Regions from separate parts of the Mus musculus genome. Here all the other regions are linked to region 3. The links are chromatin contacts, called in public promoter capture Hi-C maps. All regions are on one chromosome and are shown on one strand. Each heading gives the region's core, a stretch centred on a gene start, on an enhancer-like site or on the middle of the called end of the contact. The rest is flanking DNA. Distances are from core to core; before and after follow the strand shown. Region 1 holds the start of Gp1ba (glycoprotein 1b, alpha polypeptide). Region 2 holds the start of Zfp3 (zinc finger protein 3). Region 3 holds the start of Alox12 (arachidonate 12-lipoxygenase). Region 4 holds the start of Chrnb1 (cholinergic receptor, nicotinic, beta polypeptide 1 (muscle)). Region 5 holds the start of Neurl4 (neuralized E3 ubiquitin protein ligase 4). Region 6 holds the start of 4930544D05Rik (RIKEN cDNA 4930544D05 gene).

What was found. Promoter capture Hi-C pulls out the DNA fragments that hold promoters and counts their contacts. Capture Hi-C pulls out chosen DNA fragments and counts their contacts.
Region 1: a contact with region 3 is called in a promoter capture Hi-C map of second pharyngeal arch cranial neural crest. The contact joins the promoter of Gp1ba here to the promoter of Alox12 in region 3. A contact is called at or near these places in 10 of 39 promoter capture datasets (the 3T3-L1 cell line, cranial neural crest, embryonic stem cells and 7 more), 1 of 484 Hi-C or Micro-C datasets (cerebellum), 3 of 115 datasets of contacts at active chromatin or transcription factors (T-cell acute lymphoblastic leukemia, bone marrow-derived macrophages and embryonic stem cells) and 3 of 9 other capture datasets (adipose tissue, liver and pancreatic islet).
Region 2: a promoter capture Hi-C map of second pharyngeal arch cranial neural crest shows a contact between it and region 3. The contact joins the promoter of Zfp3 here to the promoter of Alox12 in region 3. A contact is called at or near these places in 12 of 39 promoter capture datasets (cranial neural crest, embryonic stem cells, frontonasal cranial neural crest and 7 more), 2 of 15 datasets of contacts at CTCF or cohesin (large pre-B cells and stem cell-derived epiblast-like cells), 2 of 484 Hi-C or Micro-C datasets (CD4 T cells and cerebellum), 6 of 115 datasets of contacts at active chromatin or transcription factors (T-cell acute lymphoblastic leukemia, differentiating embryonic stem cells, embryonic basal ganglia and 3 more) and 1 of 9 other capture datasets (embryonic stem cells).
Region 4: a promoter capture Hi-C map of liver shows a contact between it and region 3, with 2.5 times the contacts expected there. The contact joins the promoter of Chrnb1 here to the promoter of Alox12 in region 3. A contact is called at or near these places in 1 of 39 promoter capture datasets (liver), 2 of 115 datasets of contacts at active chromatin or transcription factors (bone marrow-derived macrophages and embryonic stem cells) and 1 of 9 other capture datasets (pancreatic islet).
Region 5: a promoter capture Hi-C map of liver shows a contact between it and region 3. The contact joins the promoter of Neurl4 here to the promoter of Alox12 in region 3. A contact is called at or near these places in 3 of 39 promoter capture datasets (hippocampal neurons, neural stem cells and pre-B cells), 1 of 484 Hi-C or Micro-C datasets (B cells), 1 of 115 datasets of contacts at active chromatin or transcription factors (pancreatic cancer cells) and 2 of 9 other capture datasets (liver and pancreatic islet).
Region 6: a contact with region 3 is called in a promoter capture Hi-C map of embryonic stem cells. The contact joins the promoter of 4930544D05Rik here to the promoter of Alox12 in region 3. A contact is called at or near these places in 8 of 39 promoter capture datasets (the 3T3-L1 cell line, cranial neural crest, embryonic stem cells and 5 more), 1 of 484 Hi-C or Micro-C datasets (cerebellum), 5 of 115 datasets of contacts at active chromatin or transcription factors (bone marrow-derived macrophages, embryonic stem cells and neural tube) and 3 of 9 other capture datasets (adipose tissue, embryonic stem cells and pancreatic islet).

The regions. Positions count from the first base shown.
Region 1 is chr11:70,637,743-70,640,541 of GRCm38.p6, forward strand. It overlaps Gp1ba (glycoprotein 1b, alpha polypeptide), which reads left to right and starts at 1,380. Exons shown (of 2, transcript NM_010326.3): 1 at 1,380-1,456; 2 at 1,662-2,799. The coding sequence starts at 1,668.
Region 2 is chr11:70,763,040-70,765,739 of GRCm38.p6, forward strand. It overlaps Zfp3 (zinc finger protein 3), which reads left to right and starts at 1,408. Exons shown (of 2, transcript NM_177565.3): 1 at 1,408-1,510.
Region 3 is chr11:70,254,112-70,256,811 of GRCm38.p6, forward strand. Alox12 (arachidonate 12-lipoxygenase) reads right to left here and starts at 1,259. Exons shown (of 14, transcript NM_007440.5): 1 at 1,027-1,259; 2 at 298-499. The coding sequence starts at 1,161. The region is part of intron 2 of Gm40191 (a long non-coding RNA gene); the gene reads left to right.
Region 4 is chr11:69,794,593-69,797,374 of GRCm38.p6, forward strand. It overlaps Chrnb1 (cholinergic receptor, nicotinic, beta polypeptide 1 (muscle)), which reads right to left and starts at 1,345. Exons shown (of 11, transcript NM_009601.4): 1 at 1,230-1,345; 2 at 1,003-1,142; 3 at 377-421. The coding sequence starts at 1,287. It overlaps Fgf11 (fibroblast growth factor 11), which reads right to left. Exons shown (of 5, transcript NM_001362623.1): 5 at 1,476-2,782.
Region 5 is chr11:69,900,451-69,903,150 of GRCm38.p6, forward strand. It overlaps Neurl4 (neuralized E3 ubiquitin protein ligase 4), which reads left to right and starts at 1,366. Exons shown (of 29, transcript NM_001013414.3): 1 at 1,366-1,735; 2 at 2,558-2,700. The coding sequence starts at 1,448. It overlaps 2810408A11Rik (RIKEN cDNA 2810408A11 gene), which reads right to left and starts at 464. Exons shown (of 9, transcript NM_001382461.1): 1 at 1-464. The coding sequence starts at 301.
Region 6 is chr11:70,614,480-70,617,179 of GRCm38.p6, forward strand. It overlaps 4930544D05Rik (RIKEN cDNA 4930544D05 gene), which reads left to right and starts at 1,415. Exons shown (of 4, transcript NM_001145537.1): 1 at 1,415-1,525; 2 at 1,625-1,825; 3 at 1,919-2,126; 4 at 2,279-2,411. The coding sequence starts at 1,460. The coding sequence ends at 2,319. It overlaps Chrne (cholinergic receptor, nicotinic, epsilon polypeptide), which reads right to left. Exons shown (of 12, transcript NM_009603.1): 7 at 2,668-2,700; 8 at 2,476-2,590; 9 at 1,182-1,296; 10 at 921-1,107; 11 at 729-835; 12 at 404-649. The coding sequence ends at 494. It overlaps Mink1 (misshapen-like kinase 1 (zebrafish)), which reads left to right. Exons shown (of 33, transcript NM_001045964.1): 33 at 1-3.

The sequences.
Region 1 (2,799 bases), core at 130-2,629, 380 kb after region 3:
TCAGATCCAGTAGGCCTCTGAAGACCCTGTTTAGGTACTTCAGATTGCCTTTTGAGAACTGTCAGGAGGCACTGGTGAGTTCTAGTAGTTGAAAGACTAGCAAATCTGCAGTTCTCCTAGGTGAAATAGAAGGGAAGTTAAAAAAATTTAGAAACCAACCAGAAGGCTACTGCAGCAAAGAAGATAGTGCCTTGGGCTGGGGAGTGGAAGATGGAAGGATTTCAAAGAGACCAGAGTTAAAATCAGGAGGATTTGATAGCAGGGTGTTAAGGTGGAAGGAGTATCAGGAAGTGTTTAAAAGGACCAGGTAACTGAGTAGCTGTGGACAACAGAGGAGGAGAAGCTATTTTTTTTTTTATGGGGCTTCTTTTTTGTTTGGTTTGCGGTCTCAGTATACAGCTCAGGATGGCCCCAAACTCATGATCTTCCTGCCTCTGCTTCCCATGGACTGGTGTTATAGACAGTCCTATACCTCAGGCCAGCAGATGAAGCTATTTGCATAATGAACTTGATTTTTAATATACTTGAGTTTTCGATGTTATTTTGTTGTTGTTGTCATTGTCGTCATTGTTATTATTGTTGTTTTAATGAGAAGGGTCTTCTTTTGTAGCTCAAGCTGGCTTCAAACTCATGGCCTTCCTGTCAGAACCTCTCAGTGATGTACACTGTTTCTATACTTGAAGAACATGTAAGAAGAGAACTCCAAGTGGCATCTAATGTTAAGTATGTAGGCCTCAGGAAACAGGATCTAGACTAGAGATAAAGACTTAAGTCTAGGGCAGAAGTGGTGATTAAATGCACAGCAAAGTATTTCCCAGGCACTTATGGGGTTATGATACAAAAACCTATGAAGCCTCTGGAAGCAGGTTTACTGCTCCAGAAAGCTAGAGGAAGCCACAGAGGAGTCTGAGAAGGACCAACCACACAGGCTAGAGAAAATGAGTGTCACTTGTCACATCCCCAGGAAGGAATAGTCCTGAGTATGGAGGCTACAAAAACAGTTTAGAGAATACCAGTCACGTGCCCAGGGGATGCAGACTAGAATGTCAGCAGTCCCCAGATTCGGGAGGGGCTCAGCTTAGGGTAGGAAGGTGGCATGGAGTGTAAGGAAGCATGACATCTCTAAGAACTGCTATGGAGAAGAGAGGCAGCACTCAAAGGAGCTTTTGAATGCTGGTGGCTAGTAGCTGCAAAGTCTCTAGATCTCTCCGGGGTGGAAGGAAAGTGAGAATGTAAAACCAAAAGGAGGGCTTTGGGGAATGCTGTGCAGAGAGCTGATAAGAGCCTTTGCCCGCAAGGGAGACTGTTCCCTGGGTCACAGGAGCTGATTATCAGGTTGTCATTTCCTCCCCAACTCTATCTCCTTCCTGCTCTTGGGCTGGCTCTCCTTGCAGCTAGTAGAGAGAAGGACCGAGTCATAGCCTGGAAGAAGCTCTGTTCCTCCAAAGGACTGTCTGTCTGACTGTAAGCTGGGGCTGGGACCAGAGGTGGAGAAGGTTCTAAGGAGGGAATAAGAACCAAGGGCTGGAGGCAGGGGTGGAAAAGGAGAGAAAAGTCTGGGAGGTGTGGAAGCTGTTTCTAGATGGGATCCTAAGAACTGCAGCAGTGAAGGGCTAAAAGCTGGGAAAATGATGTAATGGGTGGCATCCCTTTGCCCACAGGTTCATATGGCTCTCCTCATCTTGCTCTTCCTGCTGCCAAGTCCCTTGCATTCCCAGCACACTTGTAGTATCTCCAAAGTGACCAGCCTGCTGGAAGTAAACTGTGAGAACAAGAAGCTGACAGCACTGCCTGCAGACCTGCCAGCAGACACAGGCATCCTCCACCTGGGCGAGAACCAACTGGGTACCTTCTCCACAGCATCACTGGTGCATTTCACTCACCTCACTTATCTGTACCTGGATAGATGTGAGCTGACGAGCCTGCAGACCAATGGTAAACTGATAAAGCTGGAAAACCTGGACTTATCCCATAATAACCTGAAAAGCCTGCCCTCCCTAGGATGGGCATTGCCTGCACTCACTACTCTAGACGTCTCCTTCAACAAGTTGGGCTCACTGTCTCCTGGTGTCCTGGATGGCCTAAGCCAACTCCAAGAGCTCTACTTGCAGAACAATGATCTTAAGAGTCTGCCCCCCGGGCTCTTGTTGCCAACGACCAAGCTGAAGAAACTCAATCTGGCCAACAACAAATTGCGTGAGCTGCCCTCTGGGCTCCTAGATGGGCTGGAGGATCTTGATACCCTCTACCTTCAAAGGAACTGGCTTCGCACAATACCAAAGGGCTTCTTTGGGACCCTCCTCTTGCCTTTTGTTTTTCTCCACGCCAACAGCTGGTACTGTGATTGTGAAATCCTCTACTTCCGTCACTGGCTCCAGGAAAATGCCAACAATGTCTACTTATGGAAGCAGGGTGTGGATGTCAAGGACACAACTCCTAACGTGGCCAGTGTACGATGTGCCAACTTGGACAATGCGCCTGTCTACTCCTACCCAGGGAAGGGCTGCCCTACTAGTAGTGGTGACACAGACTATGATGACTATGATGATATCCCTGACGTCCCTGCCACAAGAACTGAGGTCAAGTTCTCTACTAACACTAAAGTTCATACTACCCACTGGAGCCTACTCGCCGCAGCACCTTCTACTTCTCAAGACAGCCAAATGATTTCTTTGCCTCCAACTCATAAACCCACTAAGAAACAATCTACATTCATCCACACACAGAGCCCAGGTTTCACCACACTCCCAGAGACCATGGAATCTAACCCAACCTTCTACAGTCTAAAACTCAATACTG
Region 2 (2,700 bases), core at 158-2,657, 510 kb after region 3:
CTTGTAGAAGCTGGAGGGGCAGAACAGTCCACGTCTTTCTTTATACCAGAAACAGAACTAGAGAAGTTGGTGTTTTCTTGCTCAGGTTTAGTTATTCCCTCCCTGTGCCCCCATCTCTCCCTTTGGGAATAGTCATGTGTATTCTGCACTGTTATATTTTGGAGCATCGGGATTACAGTTGCTCATGGGCTCTGGGGATTCGAACTCAGGTCCTTCCACTGCATGGCAAGTGCTTTAACTCCATGAGTCATCTCCCCAGCCCTTACCTCAGAACTAGTTACTCAAAACTAGTTACCCCCCCTGCCTTTTCTTCAAATGTCTTGTTTTTATTTCATTTATTTATTTTGTTTAACAGTACTAGGGGTTGAATTTAGGGCCTACCTAGCACATTCCAGGCAAGTGCTCGACCTCTAAGCCACACCCCCAGCCTCCTTTGCCTTTTCTCGGTTCAGATCTCCTTGTTTAGGTCTATTACAAAGACCATGGCTTCAGAAAAGACCTGATTCCTTACAAATGTTGCTTCAAACTGCACCACCTTCCCAGATAGCAACTGGAAGGAAGGACTGTTCAGTCTTATTTGTATCTAATGTTCACCTCTGGACCAGTCAGAAGGAAGGGGATAATGTGATTAGTCAAGCCAGGGCCACCACTGAGCATAATTAATTCAAGGCCAGTCCTAACTGCCTCAACCTCTCCCTCCCCCACACAGAGATCTACTTCACTGGGCTTGGTTGCTCACTTCAGCAGTTGGAAGGCTGAGGCAGGAGGATCACCACATTCATAGTCACATACGTGCTGTGCTAAAAGACCAAATTTATTCAAGAAGAGAGAAAGGCCAGCAAATAGTGCAGTTCCCATTGCCTGCGGAAAACGGAAATCACACTCAACCTTGAGTTTTTTGTCAAAGCATCACTCCCTGAAGCCTTCCTGACCTCAAAGCAGGCCTCCCCTCCCCCCTCGCTCCTAGAAGATGACAGGCGCACCCTAAATCTAGGAACCGGAGTTGACAGACTCTTGGAAAGCGGGAGGTGAGGCACAAACGCGGCTGCTCGACACGTCCCCGCGGGAAGCGTGGCGGAGTTTCGAGTTTTCCAGCCCACGGAAACGTCAGGGGCGCGCAGAGCGGCTGCTGCGGGGCGGAAGTGCATCCCCGGGGCCCGTCTAGGAAACCGGGAGGACCCTGCGCGTCAGTGGTCAAGGGACACAGTGGGTTTCGCGAGGTGCATGGGACATTCCAGCTAGCCGACCGGCCCTGTCCGACCGGGCGAAGATGGGGTGAATGTGGGCGAGAACGGCAGACGGGAAAGCTGAGACGGGCATGGGGGCGTGGGCTCGCTGGCCACCTGTTCCTCCCGCGAGTGCGGCTCGCGCGGATTGGCCGCAGTGCGCCCGGTACCGGAAGTGGCCGGCGTGGGTCGCCCGTGACACCAGACAACAGCTGCGGTTCTGTGCGCGCCGCGGTGCAGCGCCTCGGGCCCGGCGGAGGGAGCGTGGGCGGCATCCGCCAGCGGTGAGGCCTCTCTGGTTCCGTCGTGCCCGGGGGAGGAGGGCGCGGGGCTCCCGGCCTGGAGCTGGAGTTCTGACTGTAGGCCCGCCCCTGACTCGGGTTTGCTGTGTGACCTTGGACTTTATGGCATCGGGGGCTCCTACTCATTTGCACACGGAGAGGGTGGAGCCTGGGCACTGTCAGGGGCCCGATCCTAATTCTGCTTGCAGGCCTTGTCAGCCAGGGAAACTGGAGAAGCAGGCTCCGACACGGGCATGCCAAAGACCTATGCCTATTTTTCTTCTCTCTCTCTCTCTCTCTCATTTCATTCTCTAAGTATACTGCTAGAACGAATAGCAGGCAAAAATTGGGGGCCCCGTGGCATGTTGTGACCTGTGCTGGCAGGCAGGACATTGGCTTACTAAGGTTAAAGAAAGATGATAGAATTGGGACTAAAGAGAAGACACAGTAGTTCTTGCTGCTCTTCCAGAAGACCCTAGTTTGGTTCCCAGAACTCAAATCAGGCGCCTCGTATCATCTGTAACTCATGTGCACACACATCTATAACTCTGTAGCAACACACAACTACACATAGTTAAGAATAATAATAATAATCATAAATGAGACTGAATTGAGCACAGAATTGACAGAGTTCCCTTGATCCTGGATACCAAAGGAGGAAGATAAATAGTGTCTTGGGAGAAAGAACTTTTCTTGTTGTTGCCTTAGTTTGACTTTTTTTTTTTTTTTTGAGATAGGGTCTCCCTACATATCTCTGGCTAGTCTTGAACTCACTAGGTAGATCAGGTTGACTTAAGACTTTCAGAGATCCATCTGCTTCTGTCTTCCATGTGCTGATATTAAAGGTGTGGGTCATCGTGCTCGGCTAAGAACTTATTTTTATAAAACGTTGATACCAGTTATCTGTCAGACACTGCTCTGGTCTCTTTAGGGACAATGGTGAATGGAATCTTCAATTAACCTTTAAAACAACTGCAGACATTCACCCAGATAGCTCAGAAACCTCACTTAATGTTTTCCAGGTATCAGAAATGTGCTAAGCACTGAGGTTAACAAGATGAGTAGAATGTCATCCTTGGTCACATTGTAGAACAGTGGTGCTCAGCCTGTGAGGTGCAACCCCTCTGAGACTTGAATATCCCCTTTACAATATATACACTACCACTCGTAATGGCAAAATTATAATTATGAAG
Region 3 (2,700 bases), core at 9-2,508:
CATTTGTGTCCCCGGCTCCATGACCTTCTTTCTATCTAGGAAAACAGAGTCTCCAGATCTCTTACTTCCCTCTTTAATTCATTTGCAACATCACTTATCCTGGGAAACACTTGGGGAATTCATAACTTCTCATTTCCTCACTTGCGCCCTAGAAACTCACTGTTCCGTTTCTGCCCACCCTTTCTCCAAGTTCTTTCCCTCTCCTCCTCTTTAGCCCTATTCCTCCACACCCTCGCCGCCAGCACTGCCCTTTCCCTCTTCGTCCACTCCCCCAGGGTAGGATGCTGCCCCGCTCACCTGTCCCCTCCGGGAGGCTCAGGATTCCCTCTCCCTGCACCCAGCGGTAGCAGGGAAACACGGCCTCTGCACTTGTCCCCGGCCCCTGAACTGTGATGAGGTTGCAGAACCAGGCGTCATCCACAACTGTGTGCTGTTTGTGCAGTTTCACAAACTGCAGTGGCCCCAAGTCCTCGGGAACGTCGAAGTCAAACTCCTCCTCCTGCGGGGACCACACTTAATAGAAGGGATTGGGAGAAGCCTTTCGGTGGCCGAGCCTCCCCTTTGTGGAGCCTCAGCTTACCGCAGCCGTCAAAGAACACACCTCGCCCCTGCTCTCCTTCCCTCTTCCACCCCTAACCTGTCTGGCGGGTCTAAGATGTCCCATTTCTGAGGGAAGACCAGCGTCTACAGCGCGCTGACCAGAGATTTGAGCAGATGATGACGATCATCGCCTGTCTCATCCCGTTCACTGAGCTCCCACCACACCGGAACTTGGAGGAGCTTCGACTGACCTCAAGTCCTGTATTTAAATCGGCTCTGGGGCTAAGAATGCAGGACTCAGAGGGCTGCCTGGGCTGGGGTGTGGGAAAGGAGACCACCCGGGGCCCGTAGTTGACATCACTCCCGGTGTCCCACCTCTACAAATCTCCATCGCGGTCTTACTGTCACAGACCCTAGTCTCCTGTCCCTTGCCATCCTCCTACTCTCTGCTTGGACAGTAGAGGGCCCCAGTTCTTGCTCACTGACCTTGCCCCGCGCTGGCCGCAGTTGCAGCTCCAGTTTCGCCTCCCGGTGCTCCCCAACCAGCCACAAACGCACTAGGTTGAGGGATCCGGAGAAGAGCCAGGCCCCAGTGACCACACGGACGCGGTAGCGGCCCATGGCTCCCTCTGGCCTCTCAGGAGGCGATCCAAGTTAAGTTCAATTCGAAGACCGCCCAGGGCCACCGTCGCCTCGGGGCCAGGTCCAAAACTTTAAAAAGATGGATCTGTGTCCCCGCCCTCACAACTCCTAGGCACTCCCAAGTCCCCGCCCCAGACTAGTCTGAACCTGCTAGCCCAGCCCAAGAACAGGCTTTGGGAAAGGGGTGTGCGTTTGGATCAGCTACAGTGGGAGCTAAGGAGGCCCTTCCCAAGGTCTCTGGGCTTTTAGGAGAACTTGCAAAGGGGTTGAAACCATTTTTCAAACGGAGGGAAAAGAAGTGTCTTTTCTGGGCTGAGAGGAATGCCTATAGCAGGTGAGCCTGGGAGGGCCTGGGGGATGCCCAGCTGCTAAAACCATCTGTGGTCCCCAAACACCCCCAGTCCCTGCTCTGTACTGCTTTTGAAGTCACCCCTTCAGTAAACCCCCAGGGATTCCCAGGCTGCCTTGAGCCTGAAAAGACAGCGTTTCCAGACTTAGAACCCCACCCCTGCCTTCTCCCCCACCCTCATGGTCTCCCACTCACCTGAACATAAGACTTTACGATTTCTTTTCCTTCCTTCCTTCCTTCCTTCCTTCCTTCCTTCCTTCCTTCCTTCTTTTCTCTCTTTCTCTCTTTAAAAAAAAAAGATTTACTTATTTTATGTATGTAAATACACTGTCACTGTCTTAGACACACCAGTAGAGGGCATCAGATCCCATTACAGATGGTTGTGAGCCACCATGTGGTTGCTGGGAACTGAACTCAGGACCTCTGGAAGAACAGTAAGCCCTTTTAACCGCTGAGCCATCTCTCCAGCTCCGACTTTAAGATTTCAAATACACAAAAGTGTCATGGGCCACGCATCTTGAGGGAGGCCAAGGACAGTGAATGATTTTGTCCAACCTCCTCCAGATCTCGGATGCAGAGTACCAGTCTGGGTAGGAGGGTGCAGTATAGAATCAGTTACAGTCCAGTGGGTGGGTTTCACGAGTTTATTTCTTCCAGGTAAGGAGAGTGAGCCTTTCTTTAGTGGAGCCCAGGTTGGATTTTCTTCCCAAGTTATCTCCTGGCCTTGGGTCTCAGAAAAGTAAAGTCATGAGCAGCGGTGAGAATGACACTTGGTTAGGGACCTTGTGAATAGTGGGAAACTTGTTCAGGACTCAGATTTTGTCACATGTACATGTCCCTAACTAGGTTCCTGTAAACTAAGATGTTCTAGTTTGGTGGCTAGGCCAGGGCCAGGAGGATCTGTTTTCTGGACCTAGGATGCTGCTGCTTGCAGGAAGGAAAAGTCTGAGACTTTCCAGGTCACACCTTCAGGCCTCCAAACCCTGGGCATGTCAGGTCCTTCGTGGGTTACTATTGCACACTCTCCAGGCCCATTCCTGCCTAGAAGTTCTGTGCTCTGGATTGGGTGTCTGTCAAGTGACAGCTCCCCCTCCTTTCAATGTTCCGGCGTCACTCTTTTCTCTACATCCCCTTGGTTCTCCACAGCAGGCCGTGGCCCTCTCCTCGTG
Region 4 (2,782 bases), core at 95-2,594, 460 kb before region 3:
AGTTCCAGGAGAACAGGGGCCCTCTTCTGGCTTCCACGGACACCAGTTATGCATGTGCTTCACAGACATATGCAAGCAAAACACCCATTCACATAAAATAAAAATAGAATAATTTAAGAAATAACTGAAGAGATTGAACTAGCCACCCTAAAGTGATGTTCAACCTGCATGCAGTTCAGGATCTTTCAAGGATGGGAATTCAAATTAGTGATCCCCAAACTTGTATCTTAAATTTGTTGATCGAAAATTCTGTTTCAGTTATTATATGTGTACGTTGTGAGTTACTATTAAAAAAAAATCTTACTGGGATGAGGACTCCAGGAGATTAATATAAAGGAAACAGGGTGCCTTTCCCTAACCCACGAGGTCTCCATACCAGGTCTAAGTACACCTTTGTGCTCATTTCTTCATCCTTCTCGTTCTAGAATGGAAAAGTTAAAAGGCAGAAGTGAAATGAAGTGGGTGGAAACGAGGGTTCGGTGAGTTACTTTCTCCATGGAATCTCTAGTCCCTTTCTCTAAATTGCACCTTCTTGGGTGCAAACTCCATCTCATATCAATCTCGAAACACCAGCCTTGGTGCCTGCTTTCCTTTCTTTTACGTCGAGGTTAAGTCACGGGCCACGCCCGGCGTCTAATGGATACAACTCTGAATCTCCGCTCAGAGTTGTTTATTGACTGCTTAGGTACCAAGCTCTGCTGGACTTTGCTAGAATATTACACAGCCCCGCCTCGAGGTCCTCCCGGTAGCAGGTCCTTCTGCCCCAGCTCCGCCTCAAAACCCGCCCACAGGCGAGTTAGCAGAACAGTATTCTGTACCTATCATAGAGGCCTCGCCCATGAACTAGTTCATTGGTCTGATTTTTACCCAATCACCGCCAAAGGCTTGTCTGCCTCTTAGCATAACCCGCCCGCCCCCAGGCTGTCGATCTTCTGGGCAGCGTCTAAAGCCACGCCCCCAGTCGGTCCTGCCCAGCGACTCCACCCGCAGTGCCGCTCTCACCAGGCTGATGAGTTGCGCCAGGGTGAGGCCGATGCTGACCCCGACGCGGTCTCCCACCTCCCGCGCCGGCCTCACCGAGCTATCATAGTTGGAGAAAAGTTTCTTAATCAGTTGGCCTTCGGCTTCCGACCCGCGGGCGCCTGACGAAGGAAAGCACTAAGTGACGCTCCCGGGGCTGGCCGTGACCATTGCTCATCACTGCCTCTTGGAGACCCAAACTGACTTACCTGGGGCGAGGGGCGTCCCGAGTACCCCTAGAAGCAGAAGCAGCGCCCCTAAGGCCATGGCCCTGCCTCTTTCGCTCAGTGAAGTTTGTCCGGATAGCGGCCTCAGGCCAGGGGAAGTGACGAGGCGCCCAGGAATGTGCACCTGTTGTCGGGGGACCAGACGCCAGCCCACCCGCCCCGCCCTCGGGACTTGGTCCCGCCCGGAGCAACTGCAGTCGCCCTCCACTCACAAATGTCAGATAACACTCCGGTTGTATAAATCATCTTTAATTACAGAAAGCATGAAGTGGAGACCCCGTCCCCTGAGAGCAGTGCCAGGAGATGGGCGGAGCCTGAGCGGGGTTTGTATGAGGGAGGGGGGCATCTCTTGCAACAAGCCAGAAGTAAAAGGGCCTGAGGAAAAGTGACCTGTCTTTGAGCACTAGCCCCTCCCTTAGGACCTCAATAGACGTTTCCACCTACATCTGCTAGACTCAGAATCTACCTCCTATTTTACTAGAGGTTCCCCATGGCTTTCTCCGTTTTTCAGGTCCTTTTTGGGTACTTAGAACCCACCTGAGGTTTAAAAGCTGTAAAGTAAAGTAAATTCTATTTAGTTAGAAGCTCTGGGGATACATATGAGGTCTGGGAGCCCAAGAGGCTCCTCGTTTCCTAAGCCTGACCTGTAGAGGGCTCGGAGAAGTTGAACTTATTGCTGAGTTGGGGGTCTCTCTGCTGTGAGGGGGAGTCAAGGCTGTGTCCCTATTTGTCCTTTTTAATTCTAGAGTTATTCTCATTGTAGACCTTAGCTTCCTGTTGTTTGAGACAGGGTCTCACATAGCCTAGGCTGGCCCTGACCTCACTAGGTAGCCCAGGCTAGCCTTTTATTTCCTGATTCTCCTCCTCTCCTTTACCTCACAGATGCAGCATACCATATCAGAACGAAAGTCCTCAGCTTTAAAAGGGATCTGGAAGGAATTCCTGCTGAGGTAGCTAAGTGTTCAGACACAGGTTCAATCATACCATGGCATTTTCTCCCTCTCAGCTTCCCTTCTAGGAGCCAGGTATATTCTTCCAGAATTCCTGTATCTTTCCCCAGACTCTTGTCTCCCTGGCAGAACCCTAGTTGGAATGCTGAAACTAGAAACCATGTAAAAGTAAGGTTAGTATTCTGGAGGGACTATTTTTAGAAAATTATTTAGGAAAAGCAAGAAGTGGTTCTTGATCCGTTCAGTACTGATTAGTTCTCTCTCTCTCTCTCTCTCTCTCTCTCTTTCTCTCTCTCTCTCTCTGTGTGTGTGTGTGTGTGTGTGTGTGTATGTGTGTGTGTGTATTGGCTTTTGAGACAGGGTTTTGCTATTGTAGCCCAGGATGGCCTCCAACTCAGGATCTGTCTGATTCAGCCTCCCGGGTGCTGAATTACAGGTGTGTGCCACCAAGCACAGCTCAGAGCCAATCAGTTTTTAATTAATCATAGCTGAGTTCTACCCATAGCTCATCCTTTAATTGCTAGAGAAAGTGGAAGGGTAGGTCTAGAACTTACTCTAGTACAATAATATGGCTATACAGGCCCT
Region 5 (2,700 bases), core at 116-2,615, 350 kb before region 3:
TTGCACCAGTTCCAGTGCCAGGGGATGTGCTGGACCCAAGGCTTGCAACCTCCTGAAGTTGCGGAGCGGGTCCTGAATTGAGGGTCACTGCCCCTTCAGAGGGCTGAATTGGACCAGGACTGCGGACTACAGGGTTCCCGGAATGCAAGAGGGAGCCAGGACCGCGAAGCAAGGCTACTCCGGGGGGTAATCCGGTGTCTGTTTGCATACCTCTGGCACTGCCAGGTACTGCCCTAGAAACCCCCCCAGGGGATTCTGCACTGAGGCCACTAACAGGTGCGAGAGACTCCGGCTTCTCCATAGCTCAACTTGGTAACCACTTCAATTCCACTGCCTACCCTTCTAGCTGCACATAGCCCTGCCCGTTGGCCCTGCCCCCATCGCGGCGGGCGGTGGGCGCTGGGGGCTCCGGGTCAGACCGGACCTCCTCTGCCTCTTCTCCCTGGCGCTGAGGCAGGTGAAAGGTCGACTATCAGACTTCAGCCTGGGAGTTCCTCCGCACACCCTTCCCTTATTGTTACACCCCAAGACTTTCTTTGTCTCTGTAATTTGTTCCCGCCCTTCTCCATCACCGCCCTTCTCCGAATCAACCAATCACAGTCAAGGGGCCTGGCCAGCGGTGAGGAGCCTTGTGATGTCACAGCCCCGCAACACCAGGGAGAGCCTGAGTAGGGCTGGGTTCTGTTAATAGCTCTCAGGTAACCTCTCAGAGGTGTCCGCTCTGTCCCTTGAGATTACCCAACGGGACACCGCTAGGATTTTTATTAGTAACTTTTAAGATTTAAGAGTTTCATTGGCACAGAGCTCAAGTTGGCCTTGAAATGTGTGCGGGTAGGAGAGGTGTGATGCAAAGTCTGTGGGGCCGGAGCGGGGTGAGGTGCGAGACTGGGTCAAGGAGAGGTGTGATGCGTGATCGGATTGCGACATTTCCGGCCTCGGCACTGTGAAGGGCTGAGACTTGGATTTATAAAACTACTTTTTCTCTGTCCCGAAGATAGCGTTTACTTCCATCGCCTTAAAGCGTGCGGTGTTAGGGGAAGCCACCAGCCCTTGCGTTAAGGCGAATGCTCTAATATGTCGCTTTTCCCTAACAAGGGTTGGGTCCAAGGCGCCGGGCGACGTCGCAAAGTGTATCTGGGCGCCAGCACGCCTTCGTCGCAAAGACGCCTGCGGCGGGCGATTCTGCCATCCACTGTCGCAAAAGCAGCCCAAATCTTCCCGGCTCTCGTAGCCTCTGTCGTCCCGCTGGGCCGTAAAGCAGTCCCCCGACCCCGTCGTCCTTCCGTTCCCCTCGTGAGAGACCTCGGTTCCTTAGCTGCGGACGCTTCAGTGCCGTAAAGCACACCAGGCCCCAGCCCCCCGGCCGTATTCCCCCAGGGCGTCTGGCCGCCGCGGTTGCCACGGTGCCGCCAAGCGCGGCTGTCGCGCGGCCGCGGTATCAGCGGCGATGGCGGCGGGGTCGGGTGGGAGTGGGGGCTCTGGGGCGGGCCCCGGGCCAGGACCGGGGCCCGGCGGGGGTGGGGGCCCTGGCAGCAGCGGACCAGGCCTGGGGTCCGGCGGGGGTCTCGGCGGTGGCGGGGAGCTGCACCCGCGCACCGGGCGCTTGGTCAGCCTGTCGGCCTGCGGGCGCACGGCGCGGCGGCAGCAGCCGGGCCAAGAGTTTAACCACGGGCTGGTGCTGAGCCGAGAACCCTTGCGCGATGGACGCGTCTTCACCGTCCGCATCGACCGCAAGGTGCAAAGCCGGGGCAGCTGAAACGAGGTGTGGAGGGGAGTGGGAGGGGACGGGAGGGAGAAGCGGTAGGACTGCCAGAAGGTCTGCATCTCCAACCGAGCCTCCAGGTACCGATAGCGAGCCGGCACACTGTAGTGCACCGGGGAAGAGAAAGGAGAAGGACACGGAGCAGACACATTCATTCTGAAGGAGCATTCGTTTCCCGCAGGACAGGGAGCCAGGGTCCGGTGGTTAGAATGGCTAGTGAACACGTCTAGCACAATCTCTTAGGGATGGAAGACTGACAGGTGCCCGAGATGGAAGAGTAGAGAAATAATAAAAAGCGCAAACTGTTGACAAACGTCCCAAACCAGAAAGATAGATGAGGAGACATGCGAAAAAGGGAGTGTATGTGACTTGCTTGACTCCAAAACGAATTTGGAAAGAGAAGAGAATGAATTTGGGTGGAGCTTTGCCCTACTAGAGTATTGGGGTTGGGAATGAGAGTGATGTAGGAGAGCGAGCATTGTGGACCTAAGAAGCATGGGATTGGAGTGGCTGAGGAGCTACAGAGACTGGGAAGTAAGAGGAGATCGGGTTAAAACCAGGGCCTTTAACCAGCTTGTTCAGTGGGTAGAGGGGGTGATGTGCTAAAACACGTGTCAGCAGACACAGATGCTGAGAGCCAGTGGGTCCTGGTAGTTATGGAGGCTAGTTCCAAAAATTATTTGTGTGTCTATGTCAGTGGCCTCAGAGGACAGGGTGAGAGGCACACGGTGCTCTGGAATGTGGCCTCTGGTGATGGGATTTCATACAGAAACTCTGTCCACCACCCTCTCATAGGTCAACTCCTGGAGTGGCTCCATTGAGATTGGAGTGACAGCACTGGATCCCAGTGTGTTGGACTTCCCGAGCAGTGCCACCGGGCTGAAGGGAGGCTCCTGGGTAGTGTCAGGCTGCTCAGTGCTGCGGGACGGGCGCTCTGT
Region 6 (2,700 bases), core at 165-2,664, 360 kb after region 3:
ACCATTTTGAGATCCTACTATTGTTCTCTCTCAATCCTGGAGAGATTTGAGAGTTGAGAATGCAGAGGGTAGAGGAAAGGCATTAGGCTCTGTGAAGTTACTGTGATAATAGAGACGAAGTAAGGTGGATGAATAGGCCAGGGATCAGTCCTGACACGGTAGGACCCTTTGAGAATAGTTTTTACCAGCCCCAGCAGGGCCAGGCCAGACTTCTGGCTTCAGTGTTTCTATATCTGGGTCTTGTAAAAACCTCATTGGCTATCAACTAGATAAACATTCTTTAGGTTAGAAGGAGCCAAGAGCAAAATTGAACCAATTGCCTCCAAGTGCCTGACCAAACCACCCACCCATCTTCTACTTCCCTGAGGAGTTGGACCCACCCACATGACCACACAACCCCTCCTGCAAGTTCACAAACCAGATTTATTGTCAGCGGCCTGTTTTCAAAATCTCTTTCTTGGGGGGTGGGGGAGAGGTGGGTGCCAGTGCAGGCTCATGGTTGGATGCACGGTGGGTAAGGGAGATCAGGAACTTGGTTGAAGTAACCCCCAAGGAAGATGAGAGTAGAACCAACGCTGAAGAGCACCAAAGCTGCCCAAAAACAGACATTGTCCAGGGCCTTCCCCATACGCACCCAGTCGGACAGTTCCTGTGAGAGAGAGCTTAGCGAGGGAGGAGCCTGGAGGGCGGGGCATCTAGCACTGCTCCGCCTCAACCTCCCAACCCACCTCTCCAGTGGCTTCCTGGTCTCTTGTGCTCTCAGCCACAAAGTTCACAGCATCCACACAGCAGCGGATTTCTGGGGCTGCAGCACCCAGGTTCTGGCAGAGGGCTGCTGCTAAGGCAACAGCAAGCGCTAGGTCATTAAAAGAGCGTCCCTAACGGCGAGTGTATGCCTTTGACCCAAGAGCAGTGCTTACCGGTCCAAGTTCCGTGCCGATGCCTCTGACCCTCAAACACGAGTTCGCTCCGCGGCTTTTTCAAGATGAGCTCCTCCGCTCTGAGCAGAATGCCCACAGACGAGGCACGCCTCGCTGGTGAGGCAGTTCGGGGATCCTCTGGGGGTGGGCTCGAGCCCAGGAGACGCGGCAGCAGCTCTAATAAAATCTGCAGCCGGGGCAGAGAGAGGTTCCAAGCCCGCTTCCCACCCCTGGGCAGTACTTTCTCCAACCAGCGCTTACCTGGCGCAGCCGAGGGGATGTAGCATGAGTCGTTGGCGTCCTCAAAGATACGTTGAGCACGATGACGCAATTCATGACAATGAGCGTGGCAACCACCATGACGAATATAAGATACCTGATATACAGAAGCCTGATGTCACAGCACCCCACAAACAAGGCACTAGCTGCCCTCTACCTCACAAATACCACCTCCGCACAGCTGGTGGCGTTACTTCTTGATCCTCCTCAACGATGCCAGTATTGTCCTGGCCCTTCTGCATATACCATCTGTTGCGGACATGAAGGGGATTCCCAGCAATTTGGACACCCTGCTGTGGGTCTACCACTTCCACAGCTCCACCGAGGTGAGGGTATTAGAATGGCAGAATCTGGAGAGGTCCCCAGCTCTTCCTGCTATGGCCCTTTCCATGTGATCATTCCACTCACTACCCTTGCTCCTCCAGGTGGCCTTACAGCCTCCACTTCTATCTTCCCTGGAACTTGCTGTGGCCGCAGCTCACGAATATCTGGTGCAAAGGTTCAGAGAGCTTAAGTCCCAGGACCCCCTGGAATCCGACAAGTCGCCCACCCAGAAGGCCACCCTAGGGCTGGTGCTAAGAGAAGCTGCAGCCAGCATCATGAGCTTTGGAGCCACCTTGTTAGAGGTGCTGCTCTGGGAGGCTGAGGGATGGGAATAAAAGGGGGAGAGGGCTAGGCCAACAAAAGCAAGGACCTCTAGCCCATATGCCCCAATGTAGATCTCGGCCCTGTGGCTGCAGCAGGAGGTGCAGCGACTGGACGGCGGCAACGACTGCCCAGGCCCAGCCCCAGACACTGGGGATCCTGGTAGGGCGCTGGCCCGTGTAGCCCTGGCCGCAGGGCAGGGGATTCGGCAAGCTGGAACGGCAGCTGGCGCAAGTGCCCGGTACCTGATCCAGGGGGCGTGGTTGTACCTGTGTGGACGAGGTTTGCACGGGTCTACCTCATCTCTGCCACAAACCCTATGCCAACTGGGCCTTGGGGTCCCTGGGGATCCGGTGCGTTTGGGATAAAGGGTGCGACATGGGTCAGAGGAGGTATGATTAAGGAGATGCTGAACTATACTGTCCTCTTAACAGAGAGACTCGGGAAACCTCAAGGTGTCGCCCAGCAGCAGTGAGGAGAATGGGGGAACAGATAATCCATCACTGTCCCAGTCCAACCCTGTGTCCAAATAAAAGTCCAGAACGGGACAACACCAGGTCCCTATGCAAGCCTTCTTTGGCTACATTCTCCATGCATGCCCCTATCTCTGTGGGATCCACTTTGAGATTACCTGCCCAGCAGTGGCACGCTCAGAGAAGTCTCTGGAATTTTCTGGGCAATTAGAAACAAGAAGACAGTCTGGGCTAGCAGGACGTTGATAGAGACCGTGCATTTCTGGCCACCAGCTAGAGGGAGCAAGCTGTGAGAGGCAAGCCAGGGAGCAAGCCCAGCCTGGGGTTCAGGAGTCAGGGTCACCCCTTACCCTGCGCAGGCAGGAAGTAAGCGAGCAGCACCA